Linked DNA regions of Mus musculus: region 2 is linked to region 1. A link is a contact called in public promoter capture Hi-C data. All regions are on one chromosome and are shown on one strand. The core of a region is the stretch at or near the end of the contact, and the rest is flanking DNA. Distances in the headings are between cores, read along the strand shown. Region 1 holds the start of Llph (LLP homolog, long-term synaptic facilitation (Aplysia)). Region 2 holds the start of Tbc1d30 (TBC1 domain family, member 30).

Region 1 (7,292 bases), core at 2,281-4,780:
GCAACGGGGACATGAAGAGGAACATACTTGAGGGCAGAAGGAGCAAGCTTTACTAATATGACTAAACCGAAGGACTCCCCTCGTCTCCACTTCTATTCCCATTTAGCTCCTGAAAGATTACAAGTGAGGGCACCAAGGCAGTCTCCAGGCAGAAATTGAGAGAATTCTTCTCTCAGGATGCTGAGGAAAAAAAAGAAGAGGCACAGACTGTAAAAGGAGATTATCCTTTAAAAAAAAAAAAAAAGCCAGAAGCCCCCCTTTTACCCTACAAGCCTCCACGCTGATGGACGGCTCCTCCTCACACCCTGATGCTTCCTCCACCCCCAGTTTCCACCCCAGCGCCTCGCTGCAGCGACAATGCACCAGGTATTTGGGAAAAGGGCTAGACAAGCGTGGAGGGAACAAGGGTGAAAGCAAGGCAGCAGAACTCAAGAGAATGTAACAAACAACGCAGAAATATCTGATCAAATTACAGAAGCAAACAACACCCCGACAAGATACGATAGCTATCCACTAAGAGCAGGAAGTTATTCAAGGGAATAGTCAAAGTTAAAAATAAAAGTTTCGGAATAGAAAAACAGAACAGTATACTAAGATCCTACATGATAAAATTAAGAAAATTAGGGGGCTTTATGCCAAGAGACTCAAAGATGCCCAGAATTTATAAAGAATGTTTACAATCCACACAGACAGAAACAACCAAACCTTAAAAACAGGCAGTTCCATTGCAGTGAGATATTTGAGGCACTGCTAGGTGGCTATAAATGTCTGGCAGGTGCAGAGAAGAGCAAAGCATTACTGTATGAGCCACGTTCCATCTCTAAGCCCATACTCCAAAGCACTGAAATTGGGTATTAAAAACAAGCACACAAGCAAGCACGCAAACGTGGACACTAAGGTTTATCAGACCACAGAAGCACGGAAATGCCCCAGATGCCAACTACAAACAAATAAAACGTGGCACATACGACAAACCAGTATTGCCTTTAAAGGGAAAAATTGATATCTGCTAAAACATGAAGTTTAGAGTGAGACAGTAAGCTACAAAGCAAGCCATAGAAGACCAACGGCATCAGCAGCTGTCCGTCTCGGGGTTGGAAGGACAGGGAGAGAAACTCCTAGGGGGGCGCAGCCAAGAAAAGAGTTGCAGAGGTGCTGTGTGTGCTGAAAGGGACACAGCCAGTTCAAGTCTCAAACCTCTCAGGGGCAGCGGAAGCAGAGCAGACCAACAGAAACCAGACAGGAGGGTTTCTCTTTGGAAGAATGGGACGCTAACACTTCGGATTAAGCACTAAGAACTTTGGGGTCCTTGGCCTTCAAGACATGAACACACTTCTACCTTAAGAGTGCCTTTTAAAAAAAGACCTACACTGAAGCTTTGCCTGCATGTCTGTCTGTGTGGATGTCAGATCCTGGAGCTACTGACAGTTGTGAGCTGCCGTGTGGGTGCTGGGAACTGAACCTGGGTCCTCTGGAAGTGTAGTCAATGCCCCTCATATGAGTGCTTCCTTTAGCTGCCAAGCAGGGGCATTAAAAACAAACACCCCTTTCTTTGCTGAATCCAGCATTATACAGAGCCTCCAATGAGTAACAATACACAGGGGTCTCTAAAAAGATGCAAACAAAAGTGAGATTCTGTGACTTTCCAGGGTAATTAAACATCTGCCTAGATGCTAAGCTCCATCCCGCAGTACCATCAGTGCCTGGGGCATTCAAGCTGCTGTGTAATTGCTGAAGATCCATTCTAAACAGCTCAGCGATGCTATTCACAAACACTGACTGTGAAACAGCTTAGCACAGTCTCTAAAAGAAACGTAAGCTTCCAAAGGATAAAGACGTGAACACACCAGGTATGTGAGGTGCATACAGTGAGCACAGGACAGCTCCAAGTGTGATTGAAGAGGAAGTGTTTACTGTCGAAATGAGGGAAGGTACAGTCAGAAGAGTCCAGAGCAGGAGAGAAAGAAGACAAAACATCGCCAGTGGACTGAACCAGGCCATGAGAGGAGAGAAAGTGGGGTGGGGGTTGGGGAGGCAAGAGAGGAAGAGAAGTGGGGTAAAGGCGACTGAGAGGAACGAGAGGATCCAGGAGCCGAGAGAAGCACGGCCGAGACGGCAGTGTTATATGGGAGTGAGAGGGAGGCTTGTGAAGTGGAGACACTTGGGGGTTGGGGGGAGGAGCTGAGAGGAACCAGGGTGCCAGCATGTACTTTATTATCTAATAAGCTCCACAGCTAGCCATTTGTCCCCAGTTTCTTTTGGACTTGACACTAGGGACAAGTAGAATGGGTAGAAGACGGCTTTAAAAAGACAGAGAGAGACCGACCCCTAAGAGAAAAGTGGATCATTTTTTAGAAAAACCATGTAAATGAAGACCGAGGCTCACCCTTTTCCTCATCTGCGCCGTCACACCGCCCTTCCTCACACTGCATTTTCTCCTGGCGAGGTTTGGCTACCACCACGGTTGCTATCTCCTCAACGTCTTTCATTAGAGCATCCCCGTCCACTCTGAGGATACTCTTCAGTCTGTTGAGCTCCCTTGGCGCATTCTTCTTTCTCTTCTCGGCCCGCATCTTCCTCTTCCACTTACTCCGCAGGCTTTTAGCCATGCTTCACCTGGCGGTGAACAGAAACACAAACAAAAGGTTTACTGCTCACACCCTTGACTGGCAAGGACGTGGCCAAGCAGCCTTCTCTTCAGAACTGGGACAGATGGAAGAGAAGTTGTGCTGTGCCCTCATGCTTAGCTTATGTAATAATCAGCGCAGAGCATGAAAGGACTAAGTCCGGACACGTCAGGCCCCTTTAAGTAGGAACAAGTCGTTAATTCAAGCCGTTCTCAAAGAGCAGCTATGCATAGTAGACACAGAAAGCGAACAGCTCCGCCTTAAAATCACCTATTGCGCTGTTCTTATCCAATATCCGTCACCACATCTTTAGTGTGAACTTTTAACAGCTTAAACCATAGCTCCCTGCCTTTTAAAGACTCCTCCCCTCGTGTATCAAAGCTCATCCCGCTCCTCTCGGGCCTCCGACTTACTCTCTAGCCCCACACGCACGCAAGCTCCAGTCCGCACAACGCCCACTTCAGGACCGTCACATCTCCGATCTAGGTCTGGAAATGGCTCTCCCTAAGGCTCGCTCTGATCCTCCGACTCCTGTCAGCTCCTTTCTACCAAGTTCGGCTTCAACCCGGAGCTACCGTCCCCGTCTGCGGACTGCGGGGCTGAGCCGGATCCCCCGGGGCCACCGCTCTGCTGCACACCGTACAGGTCACGAGAACCGTGGGGTGGCTGGGTGAGGTCCCCTGAGCGTCAGCAATCACCAGTGGTCCGTGTGCGGGACCCCGAGCCTCGCCCTCCCGAGCCCCGCACCGAGCGAGGATGCGGTCAGGTCTCGCCGCGGAGGCAGGGTCCGAGCCAGTCCTTCACGCCGCGGAGTTGAGTCCAAAGCCCACGCAACTCACCTGAGAGACAACACCGCGCACCACGCGTGGGACGCCAACCGGAAGTACAGGCGCTTCCGGCTTCCGTTCAGGGGCCAGCGCACAGCATGCCGGGATCCTTGAGAGGCGTGGTCTTTGGGGAGGCGTGGTCAACCAGCTGTCTCTGTCATCCCGAGGCTTTGGCTGACCCCTACACCTACAGGAGAAAGTTTAAGGAATTTCCTGTCGGGAGTGGCAAATTATAAATCAAAGCATCTCAAAGCCTTGGATGGGCCAAGCCTGGCCGGGGGCCCTGTCTGTGACAGCCTCACGAGAAAGGATACCAAAGGGATTGCTCAGCTCTGATCATCCTGGAGCCCTTTCTGAGTTTTGTTTTTGTTTAATTGCAGTCTAGAAATTTTCTCATTTCGGCTGAGGATCCTAGGAGGTACGCGGCTGTGAGGATGTATCAAATTGTACAACTTAAATACGTCACGTCGACTGCATGCCAGTTATATTTCAAAGTGTCACCCAACAGAATAATCTTTCCTTATCCCCACGAATTTAAAGGGTAAAACAAGCTATTTCAACCAATGTTGATCTGTCCAAACTATTACATACCTGAGACAAAGCTAACCTAGGGTGAATGAGTTTACAAAAAAAGGTGTGGTTTTTGCATGTGCTTCTAATATTGCACAAGCTATGGGCGATACGCAAGTCTCTTTAACACTTGTGAAAGATAAGAAGAGTGTCTTAGGGCCTAGATAGTACCTCATTCATTGATCTTCAGTGGGTGATTAGGCAACAAACGTTAACTACCCAGACTTACCTGGAAACAGTGTTTTCAACAGATCACCACATTCAAGCATGTATGTGTACCACATGTGTGCCTGGTACCAGAAGAGGCCAGAAGAGGCCATCTCATCCCTTGAACTGGATTTACAGTTGGTTGTGAGTCACCACAGGGGTGCTGGGAACCAGTTTTACTTAGTTTTACTTCCATTACTGTGAAGACACCATAACCAAAGCAACTCTTAAAAAGTAAAACATTTATTTGGGACTGGCTCACAGTTTCAGAGGTTCAGTCCATTGTCGTCATAGCAGGAAGCATGACAGCATGCAGGCAGACATGGCGCTGGAGAAGCCCAGATCTGAAGGCAGCCAGAGGTTCTCTTCTGAACTGGCTGGAGCTTGAGCACTAGGGACCTTAAAGCCCACCTACACAGTGACACACTTCATCCAATAAAGTCACACCTATTCCAATGAGGCCTCACCTCCCAATATTGCCACTTCCCATGAGCCAAGCATATCCAAATCACCACAGAACTGAACCCAGGTCTTCTGCAAGAGCAAGAGGTGCTCTTAACCACTGAACCAGGTCTCCAGCCCCCTTTATAAGTGATGACTTATAAAATCCCTGTTTAATTGCTAGAAGAGCTGTGTCTTTTTGAAGAAACCATGCATATAGTGGAGCAAGCACTGAGATTTTTAACCCAGGAAAAATACAGTTGGCATTATAACAAGAGGAAGCGTGCATGCCCTGGGTTTGAAAAATCAACCTTACAGATGCTCTAAATTGGCAGCTTCATGTACCAAAAGGCTGTGGCTTTTGAACAGAAATTTGGAAAATAAAATCAACCTATTATGTATTAAGACACATTCCACAATTTGGCATGAAAAAGCTCTTATAAAAACTAACCATATGAAATTTGTTGCCATTAAATATAAACACCGTTCATTTTTATCAAATCTATTTTACACCAGTGATTTTCCACTTATAAACTAGACATTTTTAGAGGTGAAGAATGAGCTGACAAATGGCTCAGTGATTTTGAAGGGTGCTTGCTACTCTTTTAGAGAACTCCAGTGCAGTTTCCATGTTACAACCATCTGTAACGCCAGTTCCAGGGGATACAACACCCGCTTTTGGCCTCTGCAGACCCCAGATATACACATGCTACACACAAACATATATATATATATATATATATATATATATATATATATATATATATATATATATATATATGCCAGGCAGGTGGCACCATGCGTGTATTCCCAGGACATCGGAAGCTGACACAGTAAGGCCCTGAGTTAGAGGCCATACTGAACTACATAGAGACCCTGCCTCAGTTTATGAAAAAGGGAAAGACATTTTAATAGCTCTTGCCTGAGACTTAAAGTCAAGGATTTGGAAATGAGAAGAAAACCAAAATAGTAAGATTCTAAATTATAGAAGAACACAGAATGCCATTAAAGATCACATATGCTTTTAATATTAACATTTAAGTTTAATTCAAGCGTCTTTCATAATAGAACTGTCTCTGAACACTGCTCGGTTACTTTTTATTAACTGCTTCCAGAAACTTCAACAGGTGCAGGAAGAGGTTGATGATATCCATGTAGAGACTGATGGCAGCGATCACGTACTCTTCGGGAGAGAGTCTGTGCATCAGCGAGTGTGTATCATAGATGATGAACCCACAGAAGAGGAGGGCGCCTAGAGAGGCCAAGACCAGCTCCATCGTCTCACTGTAAAAAAACAGCTACAGACAAGGGAGTAAGGAATACGTTTAGCCTCAGGAGTCACACCAGACCCACTTCAGAGACTTCAAATGCAATCTCCTGCCAGTGGCAAGTGTGACAAGGACACACAACGATGACGGATGAAGATGGATGATGCAGGCGGATGGCAGGCAGAGCTAAACTCCCGTTTACTTGTTTCATGGAAGCAGGCGTGTGGAGAAGCAGTCATCTTTCGGTTAAGTTCACTACTTGACTTGGAATAGTAACATTCGAAACATGAACTGTTTTTAAATGTTACTTTTTTAAGAATTAAATTTCTTGTGACATTTAGTCATTTCCTGGGGGTAGGGTGGGGGGGACATGTATGAATGTGGACATCAGAAGAGGCCTTGCCCTCTGTGGGTCTCAGGGACCGACTTCAGGCCGTCAGGCTTAAGGGCAAGAACCCTTTCTCTCATCTTTTTTCTCTCATCAGCTCCATCTTTTTCAGAGTAAAGAGAGCCACCTGGAGGTTGGCAGCTGTAAGCCAGGGCCTTTTGTGTACAATTTCTCTTATTTGTGCGTGCATCTTTTTCTCAGTTGGGGATAATGATTAACCTAAGACTGATTTTCACTGAAATTATTCTATATTCTATATATAAGTACTCTAGACAATTTCAACTAAGTGTCCTCTATAAATGGCACTCAGGGACTTTTAGGTGACTTATGCTGACATAGGCAGAATTATATTTCACTTAGCTGTTCTAAAACAACTCACCTTCAAGAATCCTGCCAAGCACAAAATCCACAAACCAGCAAACAACCTGGAAAAAAACAAAGGTTAACAGGTTACAATATTCCTTACTAAAACACTTTTTTTTAAATTAAAAAAATGTTTTATGTGTATGAGTGTTTTGTCAGCATGTTGCATGTATACCAGACCCCTGCTGATAACTGAAGAGGTCAGAAGAGGGTGCCAGGTTCTCTGAGGGATGATTGAAAGCCTCCATGAGGATGCTGGGAACAGAACCAGGTCCCTGCAAGAGTAGCAAATGTTCCTAACCAGTGTGCCCTCTCTCTAGACCCCAAAATGCTTTTAAAGCCCATTCTCTTCATTATTTCTTCATATTATTTTATGAAAAAAAATCTCCAGATTTTTGCCAAAGAATAACTAAAATATAAGGATTCATAAACATTTGATTAGCGCAACAGAAATGAGGTTAGAACCAAGGCTGAACCGTCAGTAAACCCAACCCTGCTCCTAATGCACACAAACAGCAGTGCTCTAAGCACTGTCCTCTGGGGGACGCAGGGGGGGGGGGCAGACACATTCCCCTTCCTTTCCTCAGCCCTTCTCCGTGAA
Region 2 (7,394 bases), core at 4,885-7,384, 1.1 Mb before region 1:
GTTAGGCCCCTGCCTAATACCTACTGCAATAGGAACATCTAGGAACCAAAGCCATCCAGATGGCTAAAGGTCCTTGAAAGAATTCAGTCAATCAAAGTCAGGGCAATACGACAACTTCAGAACACAGCTACCCTTCTACAGCAAGCCCTGGATATCCTAACACAACTGAAGCGAGGGAAAGGACCTTAAATCCAATCTTATGAAGATGACATTTGAAAAGGAAATGAATTAACCTCATAAAGAAATGCAGGAAAATACAATCAGACAGGTAGAGGCCTTTAAAAAGGAAACAAATAAACCCCTTAAAGAAATACAAGAAAACAAAACAAAACAATCAAACAGGTGAAGGAAATGAATAAAACTGTCATGACCTGAAAGTGGAAATAGAAGCAATAAAGAAAACACAGACATCCTAATATCTAATAAAATAGACTTGCAACCAAAATTAATCAACAGAGACAGGCAAGAAATGTAGGATTTGATGGCTTTTAAAAGCACTAATCCCTTCCCCCTTGTTATCATCATTACAACTTTTTAGATTGAGAAATAAAAATCTTCCTCACATATAGCAAGTGGATAGAAAATGCAGATTGTGTGATGTTCCGAGCATATGACTAATTTTTTTTTTTTTTTTAAAGATTTTATTTATTTATATGTAAGTACACTGTAGCTGTCTTCAGACATTCCAGAAGAGGGAGTCAGATCTCGGATGGTTGTGAGCCACCATGTAGTTGCTGGGATTTGAACTGCGGACCTTCGGAAGAGCAGTCGGGTGCTCTTACCCACTGAGCCATCTCACCAGCCCATGACTAATTTTTAAACAGCAAAATTAAACGGTGAAATTGACAAACTGCTGATCAATGTTGCTTTGTGTTTCCCTTCAAACCTGGCCAAGGAGAAATTCTTCAAGAAATTCTTCTTCAACAATAATCAATGCTCACCGCCAGATATTAGAGCATATAATTCCAGATACAGTCATAACTTTCATCATACCAATTCATTCCTCCTGTGAGTGTCTTAGGGTTTCCATTGCTGTGAAGAGACACCATGACCAAGGCAACTCTTATAAAGGACAACATTTGATCGAAGCTGGCTTACAGTTTCACAGGTTCAGTCCATTATCATCATGGCGGGAAGCATGGCAGTGTCCAGGCAGACATGGTGCAGGAGATGGAATTGAGAGGTCTACATCTTGATCCAAGAGCAGCCAGGAGACTGTATCTTCCACACTGGGAGGAGCTTGAACATAGGCCCTCAAAGTCCACCCCCTGGTGACTGGAGAGATGGCTCAGCTGTTAAGAGCACTGACTGCTCTTCCGAAGGTCCTGAGTTCAAATCCCAGCAACCACATGGTGGTTCACAACCATCCAAAATGAGATCTGGCGCCCTCTTCTGGAGTGTCAGAAGACAGCTACAGTGTACTTACATATAATAAATAAATAGATCTTTTAAAAAAAAAGCCCACCCCCAGAGTGATACACTTCTTATAACAATGCCACACCTATTCTAAGAAGGCCACACTTCCTAATAGTGTCACTTCCTGTATAGTGTCACTCCTGTAGGCCAAGCATATATATATACATATATATGTATATTTGCCACTTTTTAGGTTCTTCTGTCTTCCACCCCTTTCTTCCACCCTTTCAACCCCCTAACACTAGATAGGAGAGAGTCACCACAGAAGGTAAATTTTTTTCAAGACCTAGTCCAGGTATATATCCCATTCCTTTTATCATTTCCTTGCTTTTCTGAGAGTAATCATTAGTCAATATAAAGTTCATGGCTGACAACACATCTCTTCCCCATAAGTTTACAGATAAAGGGAGTACATAAGGTTGAAAAAGCCCTGTCTTTCCTTCTTTATTTTTCCATTGTAAGGATTTTGTACTTATAGTTGGGGTAGCCTCATATCCTAATCCTTGTAAGCTATGTGATGATTGATTAACAGGCCAAGAAGTGGGCCACCACTTACTGGATATAATGCTTTTATTTGCTCCTGTATCCATTATACCTTGAAAGGTTTTTCCTTCTATTTGTAATTGTAAAGTGGGACGATTTTCCAAATCTAAAGATATGTAGGCCACATTAGTTCCTGTAGAACTGAGTCCCTTATCCCCTCGGGGATCCTGGCTACTAGGGAACATGTTATGCAAACTAAGAAGAATCAGTAATTGAGCAATGCGATCTCCAGGAGAAATGGCTACAATACCTCGGGGTGCAGAACACATAATCTTAACTTGTCCCTCATAATCTGAGTCTATAACTCCGGGATGTATCATCAATCCTTTCAAAGCAGAAGAGGACCTACCCAACAGTAGGCCCACTGTATCCTTTGGTAAGGGACCTCTAAAATCTGTTGAAATAGGCTGGCACCTCATTTGAGGTGTAAGAATTACTCTGGAGGTGGCACAGATGTCCAATCCTGCTGAACCCGGAGTGGCTCTCCTCGGTCTCTGGGTGGCCTCATGGACACTGTGGTCTGGAATGCCCCATACATTTGGGGGCCCTGGGGACGGGGGCCCCTCACTTTGTTTTTTGGCTGTTGCACTTTAAATTGAGGTATTGGCCTTCCTTTTATATCTCTGACTGATCTACATTCATTTGCCCAATGTCTTCCTTTCCCACATTTTGGGCAAATACCTGGTACTGTCTTTTCAAACCTACTCTTTCTACCCTTTGTACACTGCTTTTGCATATGCCCTGTTTGTCCACAATTATAGCAGGTTATTTCTTTTGTTTGCGCTATCAAAACTGCGGCAGTCAGCCCTGCATTTGAAAGAGGTCCTCCTATTTCTCTACAGGCTTTCATCCATGCTTGTAGTCCTTTCCCTTTCCATGGTGTGATAGCATTTCTGTATTCTTTGGTACATTGCTCGTAAACTAATTGTTCAATTAATGGCAATGTGGTCTCAGAATTACCAAATATGCGTCCTTCCGCTTCCATCATGTGAGCCACAAATTCAGAGAATGGCTCATTAATTCCCTGAATAATTTTTGTTAAGTTACCAGATACCTTTCCTCGATTAGGCAATGCTTTCCAAGCCTTCACTGTTGCCTGATTGATCTGTTCATAGACCTGCACTGGGTATCCTAATTGATTGTCCATATACCCTGACCTGTAAGCATTTTAAAGCTCCATGCTGGTTGCCCTGCAGTAGCATTAGCACGGGCCTGACTCAACCACAGATCATGCCATATAGACTTCCAATCTAGATATTGTCCCATTGTAAGACATGCCTTTACCACACTCATCCAATCAAAAGGAGTCATGGCGTTGTGAGCCAGTCTATCAATTTGGGACTGAGTAAATGAGGCATTAACTCCATAGGTCCTTACTGACTCTGTTAGCTCTTTCACTTGTTTATGTGATAGTGGCTCATAATATCGCTGTTGAGCATGATTCTGAAAAACAGGAAAAGCCTGATATATTTTTTGCAACCCTTTAGGAGTGCAAAAAGAGTGACCATTACCAATTGCTTTCTTATCTGCATAAGGCGGAGTAGGTGGGGGAGCACCGAAACTCCTCCCTATTGGACCAGATCTTTTTACCTCATACTCCGCAGCAGCCTCCTTCAAATCTTCCTCCTCTCCTGCTGATAATTTTGAATCCTCTGAGCTAGACAACTCAGAGTCCTTGAGAGGAGGGTAAATTGACTTAATTTTCTGCTTTTTATTTTTTATACTATCTTTTGTATCTTTACATTTTGGGTGTTGACAATTAAGGCTATGACATAAGATCAAGGCAAGAAAGATAGCAACCCCAGCGACAGTTATCGGATCTATTTTGTAGGAGAGCATGCCTCTTAGAGACTCACATTAATTTCTTTCTACTTACCGGTACCACTGTTCCTCAGCTGAAGAGTTCTGAATCCACGCAGTTGAATCCTTCTCAGCAGTCTGTTTTGTAGGAACACTTCATTACCACCGTTCCCCAGCTGAAGAGTTCTGAATCCACGCCGGATCCTTCTCAGCAGTCTGTTTTACGGGAACCTTTATTAACCGCTCCTTCCCCACGATGCAGTTCTGAATCCTCCCTGTAGCAGGGGGTCTTCACTCGTGCCTGAAGATGTTTCTTTTCCCGGATTTCGGCACCACTTCTTGTGCGTGCCGGACTGGCCAGCAAGAACCATGCTGCAACAGAATCCTTCTGCACACGTTTATTGGGAGAGCTTGATTGCAGAGTGAAAAGACCCCAGCCCAGAACTGGTGCTGCTTATATAGGCCTAGAAGAGGCGTGTCTTACACCTGGATTGGTTGTGCTTGGGTTATGCTTATTACCTCATTTGCATGCCTACATCTGATTGGTTAACTTCTCTCTCATCTGATTGTTTAACTTTTTTTCTCATCTGATTGGTTAATTTTGGTTAATTCTCAAAACCTCATCTTGGCAAAAGAACTTTACTGCCTATGTATGCGTGGTGGCCAGTGGAAGCCAGCGCCACCCTACAACGACACATGTGGCTTCCCACAATCTTCCTCAGATCCCTTTGAACTTCTGTCAGTTTCTGGGAAGACAGGCTCTAAAAAGAAAAAAATGTTGAAGCGGGTCCCTAGTGGAGGCAAATGGAGAGAAACCAGGGAATATCTACTGAGAAAAGAGAAACAGTTGCCGTATTTGCTCCCTGGGGAAGTCTGGTGTGCTGCAAAGATCCTTCTCTGATGAAGGGCCCATGGATTCCTTCACTCATGCCACAGGCAACAGGGAGAAAAATCTCTTTAAAAGAATCGGTGTGGTAGCAGTTTATTCATCTTTTTCTTGTAATCCATGAACAGGTTGACATTTCTTTATTCTTATTTATTTATTTTATGTAAGTACACTGTAGCTGTCTTCAGACACGCCAGAAGAGGGCGTCAGAGCTCATTTTTGGATGGTTGTGAGCCACCATGTGGTGCTGGAATTTGAACTCAGGACCTTCTGGAGAGCAGTCAGTGCTGTTAACCGCTGAGCCATCTCTTCAGCCCACCATTTCTTTATTCTTGTGCGTGTGTCTTATGGTATGCATATGGAGGTCAGAGGGCAACTTTTTACAAGGGGGATCTTTGCTTCTACTTTGTGGGTACCAGGGATCAAGCACAGGTTGTTGATGGCAAATGTGCCTTTACTTGCTGATCCATCTTGCTATATATTAAATAATTTAATATTTAAAAAAATTTAAAAGCTGGTACTTTTAACTGCTGAGCCATCTCTCGGCCCCTCCAGTATATGTTCAAATTCTGTATGCTTAGGGCATACATACAACGTCATAAAACTGGTGCTTTTATAACTCACAGTAGCTCAAATTTCAAAGTATTTTGTTGGTAGTGGTTAAGGACATCAGGCTGTGCCCCACCACGTAAGAAGTGTAAATAAACAGGAAGCCTGCCACTGTTCTTTGGTTTTTGGAGACAGGATTTCTCTTTATAGCCCTGGCTGTCCTGGAACTCACTTTGTAGACCAGGCTGGCCTCGAACTCAGAAATCCGCCTGCCTCTGCCTCCCGAGTGCTGGGATCAAAGGCATGCGCCACCATGCCCGGCTGCCACTCTCCTTTAGAAGCCCTAGATGTACAGACAATTAACAGCTTCAGGCTGAGGAGTATTTCTGTCTAATGAGAGGCAGACACTAAGAAAAGTTCAAGCTTCCTTCCTGGCAAGTCATTGAACCTCTTGGCTGCAAGGCTCTCACCGAAAAGCGAGGACACCACAGGGTTAAACTGATGATCAATGTGACTAAGTTCACAAAGTTATCCAAGGGGAAGGTAATCAAAAATTCTTCCGAAGTCTAGTGTAAAGACAGATCTCTCCGAGGAGCTAGAGAGAGGGCTCGCCAGGCAGAAGTACTTGTCTAACAAGCTTGCCAACCCGAGTTTGACCCCCTGAACCCATTTAAAGCCGGGAGTTTGATTCCCAGAACCCAGTTAAAAGTTGGAAGGAGAAAAACCGGCTGCACAGTGTTGCCTGACCGCTGGTCTCCACAGGCACATCCTGGGATGAGTGCGCAGCAATAATACACATTTTTTCTTTTTCTTTTTTAAAGGAAAAAGATAAAACTCCCATAAACTCGAATTCACCATCAAAACCAGCTCTGGCGACTTTTGTTAGCTCGGCCAACTCAGGAAGGTCTATTAAACCCACAATCAAGTGTCACGGAATTTAGTTGTTCTGAATCCAGGTCTTTTATTGGAGGAAAAAAGTTCACAACGTCACTCAAATCCCAGGACTTGCCAGATAGTCAGGTTTTTGTGGAGTCTCCTGGACGCTCCGGGTCAGGTGGGAAGGATTCGGGCGCGGCGCCCGCGGACGTGAAGCCGGAACTCCGGTCCTCCGCCCATTGGTTGGCATTTCGACCCCTGCTGGGGACTCTTTGCTGCCCGCGTGGCCGCGCCCTCCCGGAACTGGCGGGCGCCGCGGCGGTTCGAGCCATGGAGGTCCTTCCAGCGGGCAGGACGTGGGACCCGCAGCAATCCGAGGAGGCGGCGGGGCACCCGGCGGACGAGGGCGACTTGGAGCCGCAGCCCGACGGCCGCACGAGCCGCACGGCGTCCCTAGTGAGCGGGTTGCTCACCGAGCTCTACAGCTGCACCGAGGAGGAGGAGGTGGCAGCCGGCGGGGACCGTGCGTCCCAGGGCCGCCCCCTGCGAAGGGACAGCCTGGACAGCTCCACCGAGACCTCGGGTTCCGACGCATTCCTGGGCGGCCGCGGCGCTGGCGACTCCCGAGTGCTGCAGGAGCTGCGGGAGCGCCCGAGCCTGCGGCTCCAGATGCAGTACCTGCAGCGGAAAGGTGAGCGAGGGCGCGGGGACTCCTGCCTATCTGTGCCACCTGCCCCACTGCGCCATTTGCATTATCTGCTCCAGTTGCCCACCTGCGCCACCTGGCCCGCTTGACCACCTGTGCTAGTTGCCCACCTGCGCCACCTGTGCGCTGCCGCTCTGCCCGCACACCCGGAGAGTGTGGAGTCTCCTTTCATCTGACTCGGGACTCTTCTGTCACTCTTTCCCTAGACATTTCCTAATGCCCAGCCCCTCCCCCTCTGCTAGGGTGGCTCGGAGCGTGGTCGAGTCTTTCCACCTCCCCCACGCCTCTCAGAAGTCCGAAGCTAGGGGCAGTGTAGACTCTTAACTTTACCTGAACAGCTGTTAGGACTAGTTTGGCGTTTCTTCCGTGCTTACTAGAAATTTCCTAGAGGACCCTGGGAGAAGAGAGCCGACTTCTAGGGCTTCCCACCCCACCCCCTTCCCTAGCCACGCCGCTTGGACAGGGATTTTTAACTAGTGAGGCAGAATAATTCGATAATGCAGTTCGCAGCAGAGCGCGTGAATTCCGTGCCTGTCAGAGTGTGAGTCCCCAGCAGCTCTGCTTTAATCTGGGTCTCAGGACTGAGTGAAGTCTGAGCGCTTGGCCTTCACGGTGCAT

What was found. Promoter capture Hi-C pulls out the DNA fragments that hold promoters and counts their contacts.
Region 2: a promoter capture Hi-C map of liver shows a contact between it and region 1, with 5 times the contacts expected there. The contact joins the promoter of Tbc1d30 here to the promoter of Llph in region 1. A contact is called at or near these places in 7 of 39 promoter capture datasets (the 3T3-L1 cell line, the HPC-7 cell line, HPC-7-derived erythroid cells and 3 more), 1 of 15 datasets of contacts at CTCF or cohesin (large pre-B cells), 1 of 484 Hi-C or Micro-C datasets (B cells), 3 of 115 datasets of contacts at active chromatin or transcription factors (the 230-238 cell line, large pre-B cells and pro-B cells) and 2 of 9 other capture datasets (adipose tissue and liver).

Annotation. Positions count from the first base shown.
Region 1 is chr10:120,223,298-120,230,589 of GRCm38.p6, reverse strand. It overlaps Llph (LLP homolog, long-term synaptic facilitation (Aplysia)), which reads right to left and starts at 3,530. Exons shown (of 3, transcript NM_025431.2): 1 at 3,467-3,530; 2 at 2,387-2,616. The coding sequence starts at 2,609. Tmbim4 (transmembrane BAX inhibitor motif containing 4) reads right to left here. Exons shown (of 7, transcript NM_026617.3): 6 at 6,708-6,753; 7 at 5,693-5,970. The coding sequence ends at 5,764. Gm40782 (a long non-coding RNA gene) reads right to left here. Exons shown (of 2, transcript XR_001779655.1): 2 at 7,061-7,292.
Region 2 is chr10:121,350,384-121,357,777 of GRCm38.p6, reverse strand. Tbc1d30 (TBC1 domain family, member 30) reads left to right here and starts at 6,134. Exons shown (of 13, transcript NM_001361015.1): 1 at 6,134-6,761. The coding sequence starts at 6,401. It overlaps Gm51786 (a long non-coding RNA gene), which reads right to left and starts at 3,877. Exons shown (of 3, transcript XR_003948972.1): 1 at 3,836-3,877.